2 separate regions of the Gossypium hirsutum genome follow, and region 1 is linked to region 2. The links are chromatin contacts, called in public Hi-C maps. All regions are on one chromosome and are shown on one strand. Each heading gives the region's core, a stretch centred on a gene start, on an enhancer-like site or on the middle of the called end of the contact. The rest is flanking DNA. Distances are from core to core; before and after follow the strand shown.

Evidence for each region. A called contact is a pair of places that touch in the nucleus more often than the background predicts.
Region 1: a Hi-C map of leaf shows a contact between it and region 2, with 2.3 times the contacts expected there. The contact joins the promoter of LOC107961679 here to the promoter of LOC107962894 in region 2. A contact is called at or near these places in 11 of 34 Hi-C or Micro-C datasets (anther, callus, fibers and 3 more).

Annotation. Positions count from the first base shown.
Region 1 is chrA06:37,326,096-37,329,394 of Gossypium_hirsutum_v2.1, forward strand. LOC107961679 (EIN3-binding F-box protein 1) reads left to right here and starts at 1,907. Exons shown (of 2, transcript XM_016897757.2): 1 at 1,907-2,359; 2 at 3,178-3,299. The coding sequence starts at 2,335.
Region 2 is chrA06:37,147,191-37,150,951 of Gossypium_hirsutum_v2.1, forward strand. It overlaps LOC107962894 (ethylene-responsive transcription factor SHINE 2), which reads right to left and starts at 2,010. Exons shown (of 2, transcript XM_016899444.2): 1 at 1,685-2,010; 2 at 593-1,571. The coding sequence starts at 1,764. The coding sequence ends at 1,016.

The DNA of each region.
Region 1 (3,299 bases), core at 657-3,156, 180 kb after region 2:
GTGGTCACTCTACCGTTAAGTTCCATTATCTCCCTAACGACGGTCCTACGTGACGGTCCTACGGGACAGTCCAAATGGGTTTCAAATGCCAACTTGGATGTCCTACGTGGTAGTCTAAATTAAATTTATTTAATTAAAAACCTATTTTCATTCTAGCAACTGGATATTGAAGCTAATATTTAACCAATTTGGACTGCCATGTAGGATTGCCATTAGGGAGGTAACGAAGTTTAACAGTAGAGTAGCCACTTCGTAACAAAATGATAACATAAGTGACTAAAATATAACATTTCAAACATAAGTCACTAAAATGTAATCTGCAGCAAATAAAAGTGACTATTTTTACAATTTACCCTAAAATATTTCTCCTTTGTAATCACTACAGGTCTAAACGTAGAGTATTTATTTCTCGTCTAAAAACAAAATTTTATAAATTTTAATTCCATAAAATATGCTTTAATTTTTTATAGAATTTTAGTTTGTTTATTTTTATTTTAAAAAATTAATCTCTTTATTTTTCTAATTTAAAAACGTAAGTTCAGTTGTTAGCACTATTACAATTCTTTTATTAAATTTAAGTTTATTACAACATTATTTTCTTGTCACATGGCTACCAAATGAGTTTTTTTCTTTTTAAAAATTGAAAATGTCACGAAAACAAATTCAACAAAATAATTTTAATAGTGTTAATAATTAGACTTGAATTTGAAATCTAAAAAGAAGAGGGACTAAATCCCTGGAAATAAAAAGTTGATGGACTAAATTTAAAATGCAGGAAGAGTATAGGGACTCAAACCATATTTTAGCCTTTTATATATTTGGGTTGTTTTTATATTATATATTTTAGGGTTAATATATCATTTGTCACCTTAGTTTAGTTTTAATGTTCAATTTGGTATCCATACCAAACAAAATCATATAATCCAATGAATGTTTAACTCGTGCACTTTAGTAAAAAATGCATAGGTACTTAATTGGGAAAAAAAGAGCTCAGGTACCAAATTGAACATCAAAGTCAAACTCAAGTACTTAATTACATCAAATTAAAAGAATTTAGGTATCGAATATTGAAGCTAAACTTAAGTACCAAATTGGAGAAAAAACTTAAGTACCAAATTAAATATAATTAAAGACAAACTCATGTACCAAAGAGTATATATTAACCCTATATTTTACGCAAAATTATAATATCAATAATTTATTTTATATAAAATTTGATACTTTAAATTATCATATTTTTAACAATGATTTAATTTATATCATAAGTTATTTAGTTTCTACCTACAAAACCGAAGCTTAACATAGATCATATAAGGAAAAATACCTATCATTTATGCAATTAAAAAAAAGTTGAACATATGGCATAGACAAAATACTATATTTCTATGGAATTGCTTCACATATTAGTAACTTTTCATGGATTTATGAGAGAAAAAAAAGACATCTATATTTCAAATTGACAATTTATGATCGGAGAACAAGAAAACAGTAAGATTATAATTGAAATTTCACTATGATCAGAAAGATAAATGGTAGTATAAAATCCAGAAATTACTCCCCCTATTTTATTTGTCAAAATTTAGTTCGAAAGTCAAGAAGTTAGTTTAATTATGGTAATACATGAATTTGAATCGGTGATTTTTATTAATTTGTTTCATATAATTTGTTTAATTATTATTTTTACTGATGTCGTAAATATAAATAGTTGAATTGTTGATTTGCATATAAATTATTTAACTATTATTAATTTTCGTAAAGCAAAAGGGAAATACCTTAACGAATTAAAGTAGGAGGACTAACTTCTTAATTCTTGTAAAATAAAGGGACCAATTAAAATAGACTCAATTTTAAGATAATAAAGGGAGCATAACAACAAAAAGGCCAATTATAAAAAAACCAACAAAAGAAAAAGTGGTAAGTGGTATTGAAAATGGTGGTGGGGGAGAAGATAGAGAGTATTGAAGGAAAAAAAAAAAAAATAAAACGACATTTTTGCTCAAATACATTGCATGTGGGCATCTTTCCAGTGTATTATCACATACCCAAGCCTCTCTCCTCTCATCATAAAACCAACCCCTTTTTTCCTTTACCTCTCATCTTTCATTTCTCATTCTCCACAGTTTCTTTCTTTCACTCTTTTTTTTTTTGCCCTATCTAATAGGGTTCCAATCATCTTCAAGCTCCAATCTTTCTCATGCATTCGTGTATTCAAGCCATACACGGTGACGTTTTAGCCTTCTTCCTTTTTGGGTCTCTTTTTTTGTCTCTCTTTGGAGGGTTTTTGGGCGTGGAACAGTGCATATTTGACCTCCCGGGGTTTTTTGAGCTGTACTCATGTCAAAGCTCTTTGCTTTTAGTGGTAAGCTCTTCATGTTTGCTAGTTATTATTATTATTTTTTTTTTGTAATTCTCAGCTGTTGTCTTATATGTGGATACCCTTTTTCTTTATATGAACAAATTTTAGATTTTTGAGATATCTTAGGTAACTTAGGGTACTCGTCTTTATCATTATTGTAAAAGTATCATGGATGGTTTTAATAGCCTTTTAGCAAAGATTTTTTGTTTCATGGTATTTGGTTGACTGGATAAATGTGGAATTTTTTAGTCTTGGTTGTAAATTAGTTAATTCAGTTAGATAAGGGAGGAAAAAATTAGCAGCCTTTAGGTGATTCTAGTTGTAGATTAGGTGCCTCTGGCACAAGTCTGATTGTTCATTTTTTTTCATGCCACTTATTAGATTAACCCTCAACTGTCAAATATGTGAAGAGATTTTGATGTTATGCACGAACTTTGAGGATGTTTCTTACCTTAATTTCTTTTATGGTTTAATGATTCTTTCTACTTGAAAGCAATAAAGGAGTTTTGGTTGTAGATCAGGTCTATTCTGACTGGATCTGTTCGGACGACTGTCTTTTAGGCAGTAGGTTGTTTGTTCAGTTACATAGGACAGGACTACATCTGAGATGGACTTTCTGAGTTATAAGCTCCATCTAGTTCATAGATCTTGTATGGTGTGAAAGTTAAATATTCTTAGGTTTCTTTGTTAGCCTCCTTATGTTGTTCTTAGGTTCCTAGACAAGTGCTATTTGATCAATAAACATCTTTCAAAAATTTTAGCTCGGTTTTCTTGTAATTTGCTTCGTTGATCTCATAGTTGTTCTTTGTATTGGTTTGCAGGAAGTGATGATTTTTGCCCTGGGGGGTCAATCTACCCAAACCGCAAGGAGTCAAGTCTCTTTTTTTACCCTAACCAGGATGTGTATTTCCCTCCTTGCAAGAGGTGCCGCGTCAGTTCCCCA
Region 2 (3,761 bases), core at 760-3,259:
CTCAATTTTATACTGAAAGCAAATACAAATCTGAATTAATTAGATGATTACTCATTGTAAGTAGCTTTCAATAATATCCCATCCAATAATTTTGTATGATTTTATGCTCCACAAATTATTTTATTGTTAACTAATGGAAATTAGCTTAATTGATTCATAGGGAAATCTAGGATCGGTATGGCCTTGACCTTACTTAAATGGTTCAATTGCACTCTTACTCCAAATAATTTTGTTAAATGGAAAAAAAAAAGATTAGCCTTTTCGAAAAATTTATAATTTAATTTAAGTTAGTTTAAGTTTTATTTCGCGACTTTGAGCCTATATTTATGCAATATTTGGGATCTTATATGTTAAAGAGATGCTCATGTTCATGATAAGGATAAAGTAGGAGAATAAGCAAGTTTGGATTGGACTTGAGGGACCTTGTTGTTTAATGTATATGGCAGACACTTGTTAGCAACAAATATATGGGGAAAAAGGGAGAACTTGATGTAAAAATTAAATGAAAGGTTTGATTGAAATAATAAAATTGAGATTTTAAACATCTCATAGATATTTTATAGATTTCATATACACCAAAGAAAAAAAAACAAAAGATAAGAGTGCCCTTTTAATTATATACCAATTAAAAGTTTAATATACAATGTTGAGAGGTGATAGATTACAATAGATGGACTAAAAGCAGACAGTAAAAAGACGGCTAATTCTAAGTTACTGGAGCAAGTAGACCAGTTTTTAAGGTTGTAGAATCTATGACAGATAAACAGACATTAAAGCTTGGATTAAATTCGAAGGTTAAACAGTTATGTAGGTGGTGATCTACATTTGCTTTCATATTGTAAAATTTCACAACCAGTTTTACATGCGGGGATGGTAGAACAATGACTTATGACCTTGAAAGGGTAAAATGCTAAAAGGACTTTTGAGTAGAAATTCTTTTTTTATATCTAGCAATGGGACTTCACCACTGCGCTGTTCACAATATCATATATGTTTTTAAGTAGCTATAACACACTTAAACTCCAATTAGAGAAGTTGAAGAAGTCACGGGACAATTCCAATTGAGTAATTCTTCTATCATCTGCAGTGCAATCCTATCTTCTTCCCCCATTAGGTTCCCGGCTTCGATCTCATCCGCCGTAGTTGACGACCCCGGCGACAGTGTCCTTCTGTCTCCGGACGCCGGGGTATCAACCTTCTTATTCCCAAGCTCAACCCTCATGACCCAATTGGAACTCGATCGATTCCCTGCACGCTTTTGCCACACACCTATATGAGCATTATCGGTATCGAGCCTGAGGCAAGTCAAAGAAGGAGATTGGTCTTTGCAACACTTCCTCAGCTTAGCATTCAAAAGCTCGGCCAAGGCCTTAGGGGGCAATGGAGACCGATCATCATCATCATCATCATCACCGCCACCACCACCACCACGAGCATTTTGTTCACCAGGGTGAGCAGCCTTGGGGAAATTGGTCTTTGCATTTTGGCCGTTCATCAAAATAGCAGCTTGGTCATATGCCCTTGCAGCAGCCTCAGCTGTCTCGAATGTCCCTAGCCATACCCTTCTCTTCCTGCAAATATAAAAACACCATCAAATTCACAGCATAAAACCAGACAAGCATATACATATATATTTATGGCAATTAATGGGGTGATAATGTGAGTGGGTGGGTGTGGTAATTACAGCAAAGGGTGGCGAATTTCGGAAACCCAAGAGCCCCACTGACGCTGCCGAACACCTCTGAATTTCTTTGATTGTACCATGTCTTGTGATGGAGAGAAAGACTTGAGTGCAGAGATATCATAAATATGGAAGGTGATGAGGTTGCAGTTTTTAAGAGGGGGGAAATGTGAAAAAAATTATATATGAGGCTGTGAGCTGTCTAGATGTATTTAATGGAAAAGTCTCGAGGTAATTAGTATACTACTTTGCTGCAATAAAGATTTCCACCTACACACCAGGAAAGAGCTAGGTTCCAAAACAGAAAAAGAAAGAAAAAACAGCTAGATAACATTTTGACTATCTTCTTCATTATACTAGTAAGTACTAATAATGTTCACTAGCTAGGTAATCAAATTAATTGGATTTCAAAAGAAAAAAGAAAAAAAAAACCGGTGATAAAATAATACTACCTCTATGAAACATAGATTTGAAAATTCATGATAAGAATACAATGCATATGTTATCCACAAGTATAAAAATATGAATATATTAAATCTAAAAATATTAGGAATTCAAAATTACTACTAACTAGGAATCTAATAAGTTTGAGAAATTATTATGGATCTTACATTTTAAATATTTTATTTCTTAATTTACATTATTTTTTAAATCCAAATTGTAATTTTAAAATTAAATTCCCAAACACTACCCTAAACAATTTTGTATCTAATAGCCAAGTATTAATTTGAAATTTATATTATAAAAAAATTAACAATTTTTACACACAAATTGGAGTAAAAAAATTAAGACTTAAAAAACTAAGAACAAATAAAATAATTTTATTTATAAAATTTGAGTTAAAATTTTTGGAAGTTTCTTGAACACAAAGAAATCATTTTATTCTTCTGTTTAATGAAGCTTCGATCTAAAGGTTGTTTAAACTTGATTTTGAAAACAAGTTTGGATAGTTGTTTGTTTGAGAATTGATCTAAGAGTCTTTGAAACTTGATCTTAAGTCAACGAGGTTCACTTCAAAAGTTCCCAAGACTTGATTCCGAAGAATGATTTTTATCTCCTTTATGTTGGTGCAATCAAATTAGGGAGAGATTTGCTCAAGGTTCTTTAAAACTTGATTTTGGATAGAGAATTCCACTTAAAAGCTTTCTAGACTTGATTTTGAAGAACGAATTTAAACTTCTTTGTAAAGTTGAACAAGATTGGAAGTAGCTTTTTCTAGAATTGATGCGACATTCTTCAAAATTTTTGAGTTCTCAATTTTTTCAGAGATTTGGAGAAAGTCTCTAGTGTTCAAAATCTTCTCTTAAAGTTTTGATTTTTAAACTTTCAAAATTATGAAGTTGTGTTGAATGATTTGTAAGTTATCTCCTTTTATAATGCCAATCAATTAAGTAAAAGAGAATTCATATAGACTATAACTTATTAATTTGGGTGATATACAAGGATTAAACCTTTTTTTAATTTATTATTTATCTCATATTTGTTTAAATTAAATATATATAAAATAATCCTTAAAGAATATGATATGTTTATAAAAGTTTTCTAAAAGGATTTAATTTCTTAGTTTATCTTTTTTTTAATTAATTTAATTTAATTAAAGATAAATAATAAATAATTTTGATTCATCCAAAATTTTCTCAAACCTACAAATTGCCTTTCAGGACTTAGTCACACAAATGGTTTGTGTTGAGTATAGAACATAGACAAGCCTTAAAACTTAGTTTGCTTTTAATATCGAAAATTTTCATCTTTTAATATTTTTTTGCCATCAACAACTTTTCTTTTCATTTGGAATGAACACGCAATAAAACTAAATTGCATGTGTATAATCATTTTTTAAAGGTCAAGTCATGAGATAGTTCATTTTTTTAGATGTACAATTTAATCTCATGCTTAAAAGTGATACAATCGTTTAAACTTATGCTTAGGAATATTATTTATTAGATGAACAATTTAAGATAATATTTAGGAGCATCATATTTTTAGAATTTAGATGAATAGTTTAAACTCATGCATAAGGGCATCATCATCATCATCATCTCTTTTTGGATGCATGATTTAAACTTTTGCTTAAGAGCAT